Regions from separate parts of the Sus scrofa genome. Here all the other regions are linked to region 2. Evidence: chromatin contacts called from public HiChIP or PLAC-seq data. All regions are on one chromosome and are shown on one strand. The core of a region is the stretch at or near the end of the contact, and the rest is flanking DNA. Distances in the headings are between cores, read along the strand shown. Region 1 holds the start of TIMMDC1 (complex I assembly factor TIMMDC1, mitochondrial). Region 2 holds the start of LRRC58 (leucine-rich repeat-containing protein 58). Region 3 holds the start of MAATS1 (cilia- and flagella-associated protein 91). Region 4 holds the start of CD80 (CD80 molecule).

Region 1 (3,106 bases), core at 412-2,911, 830 kb before region 2:
GAGTCAGGGGATCTGAATTTTTCATTCGACAACCTATGTGCCAGTCATGGTAGGTACTGGAGACACAGATGAATAAACATAGTCTCTTGACCTCAAAGTTAGTCTATTGAGACACATAGCAAAGAGGAAATCATGATGCAATGTAGTAAGTGCTCTGATGGGAACTGAATCTAATCCTCTCTCCCAGACACTAGAGAGCTCTTCCTGGCACTGTGATTAGACTAACTCAGCTAGTCACTCTATCAGTCACTTCTCTGGACCATATCTAGAGACTTCCAGCTATCAAATTCTGGAATTCTCTTTACTGTATCCTACTAAAGATTGTAATTATTTTGAATTATTCCTAGAAAGGAATAAATGATGGGTAGGAATTGGCGAAGACAATGTGTATGATTCCTAGCAAAGATCAGATGAAATTACACAAATCAGGAGTTCCCTTCATGTCTCAGGGGTTAACGGACCCAATTAGGATCCATGAGGATGTGGTTCTACCCCTGGCCTGGCTCAGTGTTGGTGATCCTGCATTGCCCTGCCTTGTAGTGTAGGTCGAAGACCTGGCTCGGATCCTTCGTTGCAGTGGCTGTGGCTTAAGCCAGCAGCTGTAGCTTGGATTTGACCCCTAGTCTGGGAACTAACATATGCTGCAGATGCAGCCCTAAAAAAAGGCAAAAAAAAAAAAAAAAAAAGAAACACAAATCAGTTTAAAAATACTTAACATGCGAGCTGTCTTGTTTTTGTTGTTGTTTTTGGCCGAGGTGGCATATGGGGTTCCAGGGCTGGGGATCAGATCCGAGTACCTAAACCATAGCTAAGGAACCAGGCAGGGATAGAACCAGGCTCCCAAGTGCTGCCAAGACACCGCGGATCCTGTTGTGCCACAGTGGGAATTCCTTCATAAGCGTGCATTTTAATAAAATTATACTTTGAAGCATATGATAGCAGAGGCTGTAGTGACAGGAAATTATTGCTGGACTACCAAGCAAACATCTGAGAGAAAGTGTCCTGCCTTTTAAGAAAGAGTAGTTATATGAACCAAGGTGAATAAAACCCATCTTGTGAAGCCCTGAACCGATTCTTCTACATAAAAATGTTCTGGAAATCTGGGTGTAACTGGCAACAAGACCCCTCTTAAAAGCCTCCTAACTTTCTGAAATCGAGAATAGACCTCGCCCAACCTCAGAGGTTTCCCGAGCTATGACAGGGTGGGTTGGGCTTGTAGTTCTGCAAACTGCCTTCCCCTTTCTGTACCCCATTTGTGTTGAACACTGCACTTTCTTCATCTACATTCCTGCTTTTTAAAATAAGCTAACTTCAAACTATTGCATTTGGAGTAGATAAGCAATGAGATCCTGCTATATAGCACAGGGAACTGTATCGAGTCACTTGTGATGGAACATCATAGAGGATAATGTGAGAAAAAGCCTATGTATGACTGGGTAATTATGCTTTACACTAGAAATTGTCAGAACACTGTAAATCAACTATAATGGAAAAATAAAAATTACATAAAAAATAAAATACGCTAACCTACTTCAGCTAATGACCCGGTCTGGTTGCCTGGAAACTGCCCCACACAGTTTCACTGGCGCAGGAGGCGGGGGCCAGACGGTGCAGAGAGCTGTTACACGCCGCCAGCTCACTTCCGGCGAGTCAGCTTGCCACCTCTAAGATCCGTCCCACCTCAAACCGGAAGTGCTTCCGGCTCCGGCTCCGCCCTCGCCCAGCCCAGTAGCCTTTGCCCTGGTTGGGGCGGGACTTCCTGTCTCGTGTGTCCAAGGGCTTCCAAAGTGAGGTTAGTCTGGGAGTGCAGGTCTGTCACGGTGTGTGGCTACCGCTACGGCCGCGAATTTGCTAGAGCGTAGTGTACCAGTATTCGTCACTTATTCTTGCAGTTATCTTCGCTCTTCTCCCACGGCGCCTCCCGGAGACCTTGGGGCCCTGAGCGCCCAAGCTGTCCGGCAGGTTCTGAGGAGACCATGGAGGTGCGGCCGCCGGCTCCACGGAGCTTGCTCTGCAGGGCGCTGAATCCTTTCCCTCGGGTCTTTGCTGCTGGAGCTGTGGCCACCGATTCCAAGGGTCTTGCGGAGGACCTTAAGCTGCCTTCCTGCGTCCCGGAAGCCCGATACCCGGAATCCGGATGGGACCGACTCCGGGAGCTGTTTGTCAAAGAGTAAAAGTGCCTACGGTCTGTGGGGAGGGGCTACGAAGGAGGTGACCTGAAACCTGGGTCATCCGGGATGAAGGACCCCAGGGTGGTGTGATTTATTTTTAAACGGAATTTTGGGTTCTAGTGCTTGTACTCCAAGCTTGTATCCTAACATAGCGGCTAGGTGGTTCTTATGATTGACAGGCCGGTTTTCAGGTGGTAAAGGTGAGCCTCATTGAATGTCAGAGCTTTTAGGGATATTTAGGGAGTAGAGTCTTAGTGTAATTACCTCGATTTTACAGATTAGAAGAATTGGGCCAAGGTACTTGGTGACGCGAGAACCCACATCTGCAGGACTGCAATATTCCTTTTCTTATATAACTTGATCCCAAATTTTGATAGTTTATGACCAATAGCCCTCCTCCCCGGCGCAAAAATGGAAGTTCAGAGATAGCAGAAAGAGTTGTAAAATTTTTATTCTGCTAAATAAGGAATATATAAAAAATAGTAGCAACTATTGTCTCATCATTTTATAAAGAAATTAGCTGGATTCACAAATAAGGATGTTTCAGAATAAAAGAAATAACCCTTTAAATTGAATTAACTTTAATGGAAAACTCACGATAATTAATTTCATCATTGTTTCGTTCATCAATTACTGGTAAAAAGTTTGCCCTTTTATGAAGTACTTTACTATATACTATACTGTGTTATCAACATTGGTTAAATTAACGTCGAAGCTTTATTATGTTGCTGAGATAGTTCAGGCAGGGGAGCTGGTGGAATTGTATTAATTACTTTATTTAGGTTTCATCATCTTTGTTTTAAAGATAAGCCGCCCTTCTTATTGGTCCTTCCAAAATTTATTTGAGATATTTGTGAAGGAGCCTATATAGTATATAACAGAAAAGGGTTATTTTGATCAGCTTTATAAAACCACAGAATGTTGGAGCTGAAAGA
Region 2 (3,136 bases), core at 581-3,080:
ACCACTGTATCCCCAGCACCTAGGACAGTGCCTGACACAGGGTAGGTGCTCAAAAATCTGTTGGTGAGTAACAAAGTGGCATCTTGTCCAAATGCCTCATTTTGCTTATCAGGAAACTGTAGTCAGGGTATGCTAAGCGACTTGTCTAAGACTGGGGCACCAACAGTTGTTATTCTTAGGTCAATTTCTTTTCACTGCACTTAACTCAGGTCCTTTCAATTCTAATATTCTGTTATCTTGGAAAATTCAATAAAGAGATGGAAGATACTTTTTTTTCATTTTGGACAATACACTTCCTCGTACTTTATTTCTCCCCTGCAGGGCACCTTTAGGAGACTTTTGTTATCCTGCATTCCTGCTTCCGTCTTCCATTTAATTCAACATACATTTAGTGACTAATCTAGCAGATGAGGCGGACCTGTAAACAAGGAATTATAATCAATAAGGTAAGTGCAGCGGTAGGATGAATGGTTCCCAAGAAGTACAGTTTAGACAATTATAATTGTTGTCCAGGAAGTAGTAACAGAAGGAAACAAACAACAAAAAATGACCCTCAAAACAGGTTTTAAGGATGAGCAGGGGTCTGTCCAGTGCAAGCAACATTCTAGGCAAAAGGAACAACAATGTACAGAGGCACTGTATCCATTCAACACACATTTAGTGAGAGCCTACAAGCTGCTGGTAAAGTGCACACCTTACTGAATTCCACAAATAGTATTGCTGGTATTGCCAAGGAGAAGACAGAGTAGGTAACGCAGTGGCAAGCAGGGATCAGATCAGAGTTCCTTTGTATGTCACTTTACAGGACATAAACTTTGATCTACAGGCATGGAAAACCACCCAAGACTCCGGAGCAATTAAGTGACAACCTCAGATTTACATATGTTTGAGTATATGCTCAGTTCAGATCACTTCCAGTGACCCCAGAAAAACAGAAAAAATATCTCGAAAATCTGCACAGCGCAAACACAACAAACCAAACGCTGTCACACCCATGATCCTATCAGCTCCTCAGTACAACTCACTGAGTTGGCAGGGCAGCCAAAGAGTTCAAGAGCCTGGACTGAGAGAGTTACGTGACAACCAACGGGCGCCAAGACCAGGCGCAGGGCCCCGGAACTACCGGGGCCTCGGGACACCCACCCTCGACCCTGTGCTGGGGCCTCCCTACTCTCGGGCAGGCCGGCACCCGCTCACCTCCTCAAATTTTCGATCTCAGCCGGGATGCTCTGAAGCTGGTTGCCGCCAAGGCTGAGGGTCTGCAGCGCACGCAGCTCCAGCACCGAGGTGGGCACCTCCTGGAAACAGTTCCCGCTGAGGTTGAGCACCTGGAGGCTGCGGCAGAGCGGCGACTGGGCCAGGCCCTTGGGCAGCGCGCCGGGCCCGCCGAGACGGTTATTCTTGGCCAGCAGCGTGCGCAGGCCGCTCAGCGCTAGCAGCTCCGGCCCCAGCGCGGTCAACGCGTTGCCGCTCACGTCCAACAGTTGGAGGTGCGGGAAGCCGCTGCCCAGCGCCCGCGGCAGCGACACCAGACGGTTGTGCGGCAGCAGCAGCCGTAGCAGCGCCTCCCGCGTTCCGCGCCGCTCCTCGCCCCGCGCCTCCAACTCCGACTCCAGCGTCTCGGGAGAAACGCTGAGGCGGGACAAGTTCAGCTCGGCCTCCCCGGCCGTGGCCACCGGCGCTCCGGCCTCCTGCATCCCGGCCACCGCGTCGCGCAGAGCGCGACCCACAGGCCGGGAGCTCCGCGGCGCCCCGGAACCTGAACCGAGGGCTGCGTCGGAAGTGGCGCGGGCGGGCGCTAACCCCGGCCCCCCTCCCCCCCCGCGGAGTCACGCGACGCTAGGAGGCGGGGTGCGCGCGCCGCTCAAGGGCCGGACTCCGTCTCGCGCGGCGCGCCGCAAGGATCCCATGAGCCGGGCGGGGGCAGAGAGCAGTCAGTGCTCGGCTTACTCTCTGAGCCCGGCTGGGTCCGGGCAGTCGTGTTCTATAGTTCTTGAAGTCTGGTGACCTGTCCCCGAATTCCAGGGTGGCCTCGGTAAACAGTCCGAGGACAGTTTGGTTATTTGGCTTTGAGGGTTCGCGCGTGACGGTGCACCGCCTTCTGAGGCCCTGGTTTCGGAGTGGGGGCCCCTGGTCTGCGGGAGCCAGCGAGGACTCAGGACTTTAGTGATGATTCAGTTGCATGACAGCAAGACCCGGGAATTCAAAGTCCCGGGATTGACCAAGCCGACTTAAAAGCGCGAAGGCAGCTGAACTAGAAATCGGGACTCTTGGATCTTACCTCGGGTTCTGCTGTTAAATAACTTTGTTTCCTCGGACAGGGGATTTGATTTCAGTTTCTCCATCCAAAAAAAATATGGCTAATCCTTGGCCTGCTTGCCCTAGAGGATTTTTTTTTTTAAAGGAATGTGTGTCAAGAACATTTCACCATTTTAGCTGTAGAAGCACTTCTGTGGTTTTTGGTTTAAGTTGCAGTGGCTGGAAATGAATTTGGGAGCCATGGCTGAGTTTTCGTTAATTTGAAATAGCTCAAATTAATTGATCAGTTTAACCCAGAAAGCATTGAGATTTTACTTCAGGTTAAAACTTCAATTTAACTGGAAAAGTCCTGATTCTGGCTTTCATGTAGTACTTCTAAACCTGTTTTCGCCCTTACCCTAAAGTCGGTTTTTTTCTGAAATTTTTATAATTTTGAAAAGTCATGGATAGAAATGAAAATATTTAGTGTATTTTTTTACAAAGCTTATGCATAAAAATGTTAGACGATTGTATATAACCAGTGCTATTAAATTGCTTTCTTCCTAAAAAGAATAAAGTTAACTTTTTTCTTGCCGGTTATTTGTGTGAGAAATTATGCTTTTTACCTCCTGCCAAACTTTAACTTAATTTCTGATTGATTTATGGTTATGGGAGGATACACTTTGTGAGTTTAAAGCAGGGATGGAGTGTTTTTAAAACCAATGGAGTGTCCTGAATTTGAAACCTGTTTTGAAAGGGTCCTTTTAAAAAGTAGACTTTACTTGGGATCAAGATAACATTCTGGCAGGAACCTAGTGTGTGAAAATTGCAAATGTTTAAAATAATACGGGAGTTCCCGTAGTGGTGGGCAGTGGTTAACGAATCCGACTAGGAACCA
Region 3 (3,398 bases), core at 420-2,919, 640 kb before region 2:
GACAGAAAAACATTATCATGTCGTTATAACACGGTATTTTATTTTTTTTCTTTTTATGGCCGCACCTGTGGCATATGGCAGTTCCTGAGCCAGAGATCAAATTGGAGCTGCAGCTGGGGCCAACACCACAGCCAAAGCAATGCCAGATCCGAGCTGCATCTGCAATCTACACTATAGCTTGTGGCAACGCCAGATCCTTAACCCCCTGAGCCACGCCCGGGATTGAACCTATGTCCTCGTGCATACTAGTCAGGTTCTTAACCTGCTGAGCAACAACTGGGAATGCCCAGAAAGTTCTTTTTATAGAAGAATCCCAGGTAAGAAGGAAATTGTTGAAGATATTAGAAATTCACTGTTCTAGATGAAAATCCTGAGATACCAAAATAAAGTGTAAAGAATTTTTTAGATCTTTTGATCAGAAAAAAAAATCTTGGACTCAATCAGGGAAATTTGAATATATACTAAATTTTAAATATAAAGGAATTATTAATTTTGTTAGATTTGATAATGGCAATTATGTTAAAAATCTGTATCAGTTTGAGATGCAGATTAAGGGTAAAATAATGTCTGGGATTTGAAAATGCTCAAGCAAAAGGAGATAGTAGACAGGTGAAACTGGACTGGCAAATTCTTGATAATTATTTACTCCGTGATGATTAGCGCCAGCTCATTACTAAAAGTGGATTCACTCTTGCCTATGTTAAGACATTTCCAGAGTCCTGTTGTGATGCAGCGAATCCGACTAGTAACCATGAGGTTGCTGTTTGATCCCTGGCCTCTCTCAGTGGGTTGAGGATCAGGTGTTGCTGTGAGCTGTGGTGTAGATAGCAGACCCTGCTTGGATCCTGCGTGGCTGTGGCATAGGCATAGGCGTGGCTGTAGCTCGGATTGGACCCCTAGCCTGGGAACCTCCATATGCCGCTGTTGCGGCCCTGAAACAAAAACAAAAACAGACATTTCCATAATAAGTAGTTTTAAAAAGCAAGTCAGTGCGGAATACACCACATCATCTTCGGCTGATTTAATTAGTGCCCAGGGCTCAGAAAGGGGTAGCAGAATGCAGATCAACAGTTACTAACTACCCACCCCACCCCAAATCCTGATTCCCAGGGCAAGGGTTCATAGAGTGTCAAAGTCCAACGTTTAGGAGCTTTCTCAGCTAGCAGAAAAAGCCCCGCGGAAAGGGGATGTCCGAAAGGAAAGCCCCCGACTATTTTTTTCTGAGATTTCCCAGGGATTTCCGAAAGAGGTCGCGGAGTGAAACCGGCAAATCACTGCTGGATTTGAGCAGTAGCCTTTTCCCCAGCCTGCGGGCCCCGCGCATTGATCCTGGATGTACAACTGAAAACTCAAGGCTTGGCCTCTGGAATGAAGCGGGCAGTGTAGCAGATCCTCCCCCGGCCTACTACTTTCCCCTTTTTCCTTCTGAGTGCTGTCCTTTCCTCCCAACCCCTTTCTCCACCCCTCCCGCTCCTTCCCTCTGCACACTTCCTGTCCTCCCGCCCCTGCGCCACGCCCCACGCCTTCCTGCAATCCCCCCGTCTTCCTCCCGGTCGCCAGCCCCGCGCCCCTCCCTTCACTAGCCCCGCCCAGGTTCTTCATCCAGCCCGCCTTTCCTGACCCTCGTCCCGCCCCGTCCTTGTCACTCGGCTCCTCCCCTCTCATGCTAGTTCCGCTCTTCCCTTCTCCGCTTGCGTGCTGTCCTCGCTCCGCCCTTCGTTTCCGCTCTTCCAGGGGGTTACCATAGCTACTGTCCACACAACAGCTAGGTCTCTCAAGTTGGTCCTGGCTGACTGCAGGGCAGAGCCGGCACCATGAGTCATGTTGTGACCATCACCGAGCCCCAGGCCAAACCTCAGATGTCTCAAACCCAGTGCAGAGGGAAGTCGGGGACCTGGGGCAACGTCTCCGCTAGTCGAACGTATGATTTCCTGTATGGTAAGGGCGGCTCCAGATCTCCCTCCTGAGTTGTAGACTCCTGGGACAGATGGGCTTTGAAGATGGTGGGACCTGGCCAGGAGGCTCAGCGGAGGAAAGACTGGCCTCAGGACAGATCCCTTGTCTTGTCTTGGATGGGCAGCTCCAAGCCCTCTGGGTGGTGCACTCTAGGGCATCTCTGAAGACTCAGGTGAGCTGCGTCTTGGAGCAGGGGTAGGGAACACCTGACTCTTCTTCACCCGCTTTTCTTGATAATTTGCACAGCCCAAAGCAATCTTTCTGAAACCCGTTACTGGAGTTTTGGTATCCCATACAGTACCCAATGATTTGCATACTTGGAAATGTTACTGAAGAAAGTTTGGGTGCTCCACTCACAGTGAGGTCAAACAAACCAAAAGAAAAAGGTTTACTGTAGGGCCAAGCAAGAGTGGCTTGGTTCAAACCCCCCCGAAATCCCTGATGGTTTTGGGGAAAAAGTTTTCAATAGCAATATTTAGGGTGAAGGCTGAAGGGTATGTGACTTTTTTTCCTGAGGTCACAGAGGGATGCTTCAGCCATCTTGTGTTGAAATTGCCATCTGGATCACCTGGGTGGGGGCCTTAGTTCTGCAGAAGAGCTCAAAGATAATGTTCTGTATATTTCTTGAGGAGGAACCAGGATCTTGCCCCAAGGCTGCAGTAGTGTTTCTTGACTTCTCCTGACTTGTCTCTGCATCCCCTCCTTTCTCATTATCCACTGTTTGAATCTGCTCTTTGAAACTCAGGTAAGGTCAAGGAGGCTATATGAAGCCTATTTCCTACAAACAAGAAGGAGGGGGGGGTTGGGGGCACACAAAGGATTTGTATCCATCAAGGAGCCCTATAGCATCCTGCTTGGTTTCAGAGACTGACTCAACACTCCCACATTCAAACTGCATAAAATGCCCTTCCAGTTCTCATTCTCTGGCCTCTTCCAAATTTGGCATCTAGGTAAGGAAGGGCCAGTTTATTTCATCTTTGTTTTTAGCTTTCTCTTTTCTTCAAGCTTATTCTTAACCATTAAAGTATTGTTTATAAACTATGTCCACTAGGTCCTTTGGGCCAGTAAAGCCCCAGTTTATTTATCTATTTATTTATTTTTGTCTTCTTGCCATTTCTTGGGCCGCTCCCACGGCATATGGAGGTTCCCAGGCTAGGGGTCTAATCCGAGCTGTAGCCATCAGCCTACGCCAGAGCCACAGCAACGTGGGATCCGAGCCACGTCTGCAACCTACACCACAGCTCACGGCAACGCCGGATCGTCAACCCACTGAGCAAGGGCAGGGATCGAATCCTCAACCTCATGGTTCCTAGTCGGATTTGTTAACCACTGTGCCACGACGGGAACTCCAGCCCCAGTTTATTTTAATGCTCTGATTGTTCATTTAGGTTCTGGATCTTTTACTGGACCATAAGTTCCCTGAGTTCTGAAGCTCTTCTACT
Region 4 (3,233 bases), core at 24-2,523, 770 kb before region 2:
GCCACACACCGAGGGTTCTTCCGTGATGGTTGCAAAAACACACCAGGGAGAGGGAGGATGGTGTATCTGGGTGTCTGAACTCTTGATTATAAAAGATTGTAGATTTATTTTCACAACCTAAAAAGGAAAAAAAAAAAAAAAATAGAAGTCACCTAGAAGGAAGGTTGGCCTACCATGTGTTGTAAAACTTCTTAGTTGCCTGCCTGCAATGAGTCAGGGATCTGAATCTGTGCAACCTCTAAATCAGAGCACAATCTTGGGGCAGGGGGTGCGTGGGAAGCAAAAGTTGGTGGGAATTCTGGGGAAGTGACGCTGCCTTGTTCGTGTTCCAAGAACCACAGCTCTCCCACCGCTGGATGGGATGATGAAGACTGTCAGAAACACGGAGAACTGTAAGGGCCCTAGATATCAGCAAGTCAACCCATGAAAGCTCGGACCCTCTTCAGAACTGAGAAACACAGAGCACCAACGAGGGTGTATTTTTGTCTAAGGCAGTGCTTAAGTCATGAAACTACTTCTTTCTTAATATATTGACATAGAAATACAAGTATCTCTGTTTTCAAATGCTTCTACACAAAGAATATGTCTTAAAGGGGCAGAGGATCTCAATCAACAGAGAAGCTTCGGTAAAAAGGGAAGAGAAAAATACTGAAAACTGCTTATTTATATTACGTACTATAAGGTAAGAAAGCTGTTTGTTTTGTTTTATTTTCGGTAAACAGATGAAACTTCAGAAATAAAAATAAAAGCTGTGCTCCAATGTGATCCTCTCAGATTGCCACCACAGATGGAATGCAATGCTACCCAGAAGATGTTTGCTACTGCTCTTTGGGAACCACCCCAGAGCAAGTTTTCCAGCCACACTGGCTTGTTCTATCAGCCACATGGCATTCTAATCAGGATTAGCTTGAATTCACTGATTCACCAGAATTTTACTGGTTTGGAAAACTCAAAATTCAGCCTACAAAATTAATATTTGCTACCATCTAGAAAATTTTAAATAATGAGTCATAACTCCAATGATGATTGTCTATGAATTTTGGAATAACAAACCCCCGGAAGACCCTTTGGGGGGAAGGTAAGAGTGATAGTATGTTTGTTTAAAAAGCAGTCAAATTGTTGCTAACTTGTTCTACCAAGCTATCCCATATTCAGATAATAGTAAATGTACTTACTTGCTGAAGAATAATTCCTCCTTTTCTCTCGTCTTAAAACTAGAAAGATGAGGCCCCACTTCTGAGATGTTCTTTCCTTGCTGTCTCCAAAATAATGGCAAGTTACTCAGCTTTTCTTTGGGTGATATTTCACAGAGGTGGCATTTCCCCTTCCAACTTCCTTTTACTTGATGAAGAACACTAACGCTCAGAAATAACTTAAACCAGGGGATGAGCAGAGTGCTGTGTGCAATTTGAGGAGTCTCCCTCTGCTGGCCTCTTTTGTCAGTTACCTCAAATCACACAGCAGCCCTCCCTCAGCCCTCCCTCTTAAGGGAAGAGGGTCTGGGGGGCCTAGGAGAGGCGGTAAAAATGTACCCCAGTGGGAGGGCCCGGCCCGTCAACTTTGGTGGCATGGGCTGGCTGTTTCTGTGCTGGTCTGAAGTTTTGTTTTAGCACCCAGAATAACCCCTCCCTAGTTACAGTCATGCCACTGCAGGAGGGGCCCTCCATCTCATGTGTAGTGGGCACTTTGGGGACAGTGCTCAGCTCACAAGGCCACCCTTACCTACACTCTCCCACCACCACCTTCACAGAGTGGACTCCTGGCAGCCCTGTTGGACAGCATACCCCAGTCACCCCACCCCAGTGGAGCAAACCCTCTGGTGGGCACAGTGACAGAACCAAGGGGTGGTATGAGGAATATTTCAGTCTTCCTCCACAATTTCCAGCCAGCCTTCTGCTCCTATGAATTCTGGAGTACTTCATGGGTCAGTGGGCAACACTTGCTGCTCCAGTGGATCTCTCTTGCAATGGTGGAAACCTTGTCTGGGCCTGCATCTTTCAGTTTGCTGCTGGCCCTGGGGCTTCTCTGCTGCCTTAGCATGAGATCCCCTTGGAAATCCTACACTCAAGCAGGTATAACTTGGAAATATGGGGGACTTAAAGCCCATGGAGATACTCTTGACCATGATGGATAACTGTTTTCCCCTTTTGTCACCCAGGTGGAGAGTTGTGAGAGACATTCCATGAGGCTTTGCAGAAGGTCGAGTGGGAATGAATACCACTTGTCTGCAGCAGAGGCCAACGTGGTATGTCACTCTTGTATTGGCTTTCCTTCCTCCACCATTTCAATCCCCCGTCCTACACCCCTAGACTCACGTTCCCAATAATCTAGGCCTTTGCTTCTAGCTTTGCTTTCTGGATAATCTAGGCAAAGATAGGAGGGATACCTCAGAAGGTAGAGACATAATAGTTTCTCATCTAAAATAAATGCAGAAATAGAAAGGTGAGTCAATTTAGAAGAAAAATAGACATGATCTATCAATGGGGTAAACATTGCAAATATGGTATAGAAATGTCTGAAATATTGACCTAAGGCTTTTAGGAAACAAACTTTGCTGGCAAAAAATCACAGTTTAGGCTGCCATCCATCCTAAATTTTTCAGTGCATGGAGATCCCATTATATAAAAAGCTGATAGAGAAGGATGCAAGTTGAGGCCTCACGGTGGGGAAGTATGAAAAGCTTTCTGAAGGAAGAGAAAGAAAGAATAAGAGAGAAATCAGAGCTTAGGCTTTGGCCAGGCTGTGGTATGGCAAACACAGACCTTCACTAGGTAATAATGTCCCAAGGCTCAGCTAATGGTCCAGCCTCAGAAAATCACTGGCAGCATTTGAAACAGATCTTATGCACAGAGTTAGTGGCAGCTTATATGATGTGATCTGATGGGTCCAGCTCTAAAGTATGATTCTGAGGAGGGCCCCACAATGACTGCACCTTCCTTGCCAGAAGACACATTGATTTGGGCTAGGGCAAGGTCTTCACACTGAGACACTTATACCTCCAAGGGCACCTGCAGATTTTCAAAGGATATGTGAGCACTGATAGTTTTAAGAGGATGCATTTCCAGATTTTCATTTTCTTTATGGACTCTTCCCTAAAACTTACCTACAATGGGAACCATCTTTTCCTTCTCTCTATTTGAAAAGAAAGGCTTACCTCTCACCCAGCTTGAAGGTTACTGTGGTGTGTTCTAGAAAGTAAAAAAACTTCAGGCTGCCAAATAAAGAGACAGTTT

Evidence for each region. HiChIP or PLAC-seq counts read pairs in DNA pulled down with a chosen protein or histone mark.
Region 1: an H3K27ac HiChIP or PLAC-seq map of alveolar macrophages shows a contact between it and region 2. The contact joins the promoter of TIMMDC1 here to the promoter of LRRC58 in region 2. A contact is called at or near these places in 1 of 5 promoter capture datasets (fetal liver), 1 of 47 Hi-C or Micro-C datasets (heart right ventricle) and 1 of 2 datasets of contacts at active chromatin or transcription factors (alveolar macrophages).
Region 3: a contact with region 2 is called in an H3K27ac HiChIP or PLAC-seq map of alveolar macrophages. The contact joins the promoter of MAATS1 here to the promoter of LRRC58 in region 2. A contact is called at or near these places in 5 of 47 Hi-C or Micro-C datasets (embryonic fibroblasts, heart right ventricle, liver and 1 more) and 2 of 2 datasets of contacts at active chromatin or transcription factors (alveolar macrophages and skeletal muscle).
Region 4: a contact with region 2 is called in an H3K27ac HiChIP or PLAC-seq map of alveolar macrophages. The contact joins the promoter of CD80 here to the promoter of LRRC58 in region 2. A contact is called at or near these places in 1 of 5 promoter capture datasets (fetal liver) and 1 of 2 datasets of contacts at active chromatin or transcription factors (alveolar macrophages).

The regions. Positions count from the first base shown.
Region 1 is chr13:140,757,253-140,760,358 of Sscrofa11.1, reverse strand. TIMMDC1 (complex I assembly factor TIMMDC1, mitochondrial) reads left to right here and starts at 1,661. Exons shown (of 8, transcript XM_021070323.1): 1 at 1,661-1,792; 2 at 1,893-2,170. The coding sequence starts at 1,977.
Region 2 is chr13:139,926,402-139,929,537 of Sscrofa11.1, reverse strand. It overlaps LRRC58 (leucine-rich repeat-containing protein 58), which reads right to left and starts at 1,830. Exons shown (of 5, transcript XM_021070309.1): 1 at 1,198-1,830. The coding sequence starts at 1,697.
Region 3 is chr13:140,565,247-140,568,644 of Sscrofa11.1, reverse strand. MAATS1 (cilia- and flagella-associated protein 91) reads left to right here and starts at 1,669. Exons shown (of 18, transcript XM_003132654.4): 1 at 1,669-1,938. The coding sequence starts at 1,815.
Region 4 is chr13:140,691,473-140,694,705 of Sscrofa11.1, reverse strand. It overlaps CD80 (CD80 molecule), which reads right to left and starts at 1,273. Exons shown (of 7, transcript NM_214087.1): 1 at 1,176-1,273; 2 at 1-117.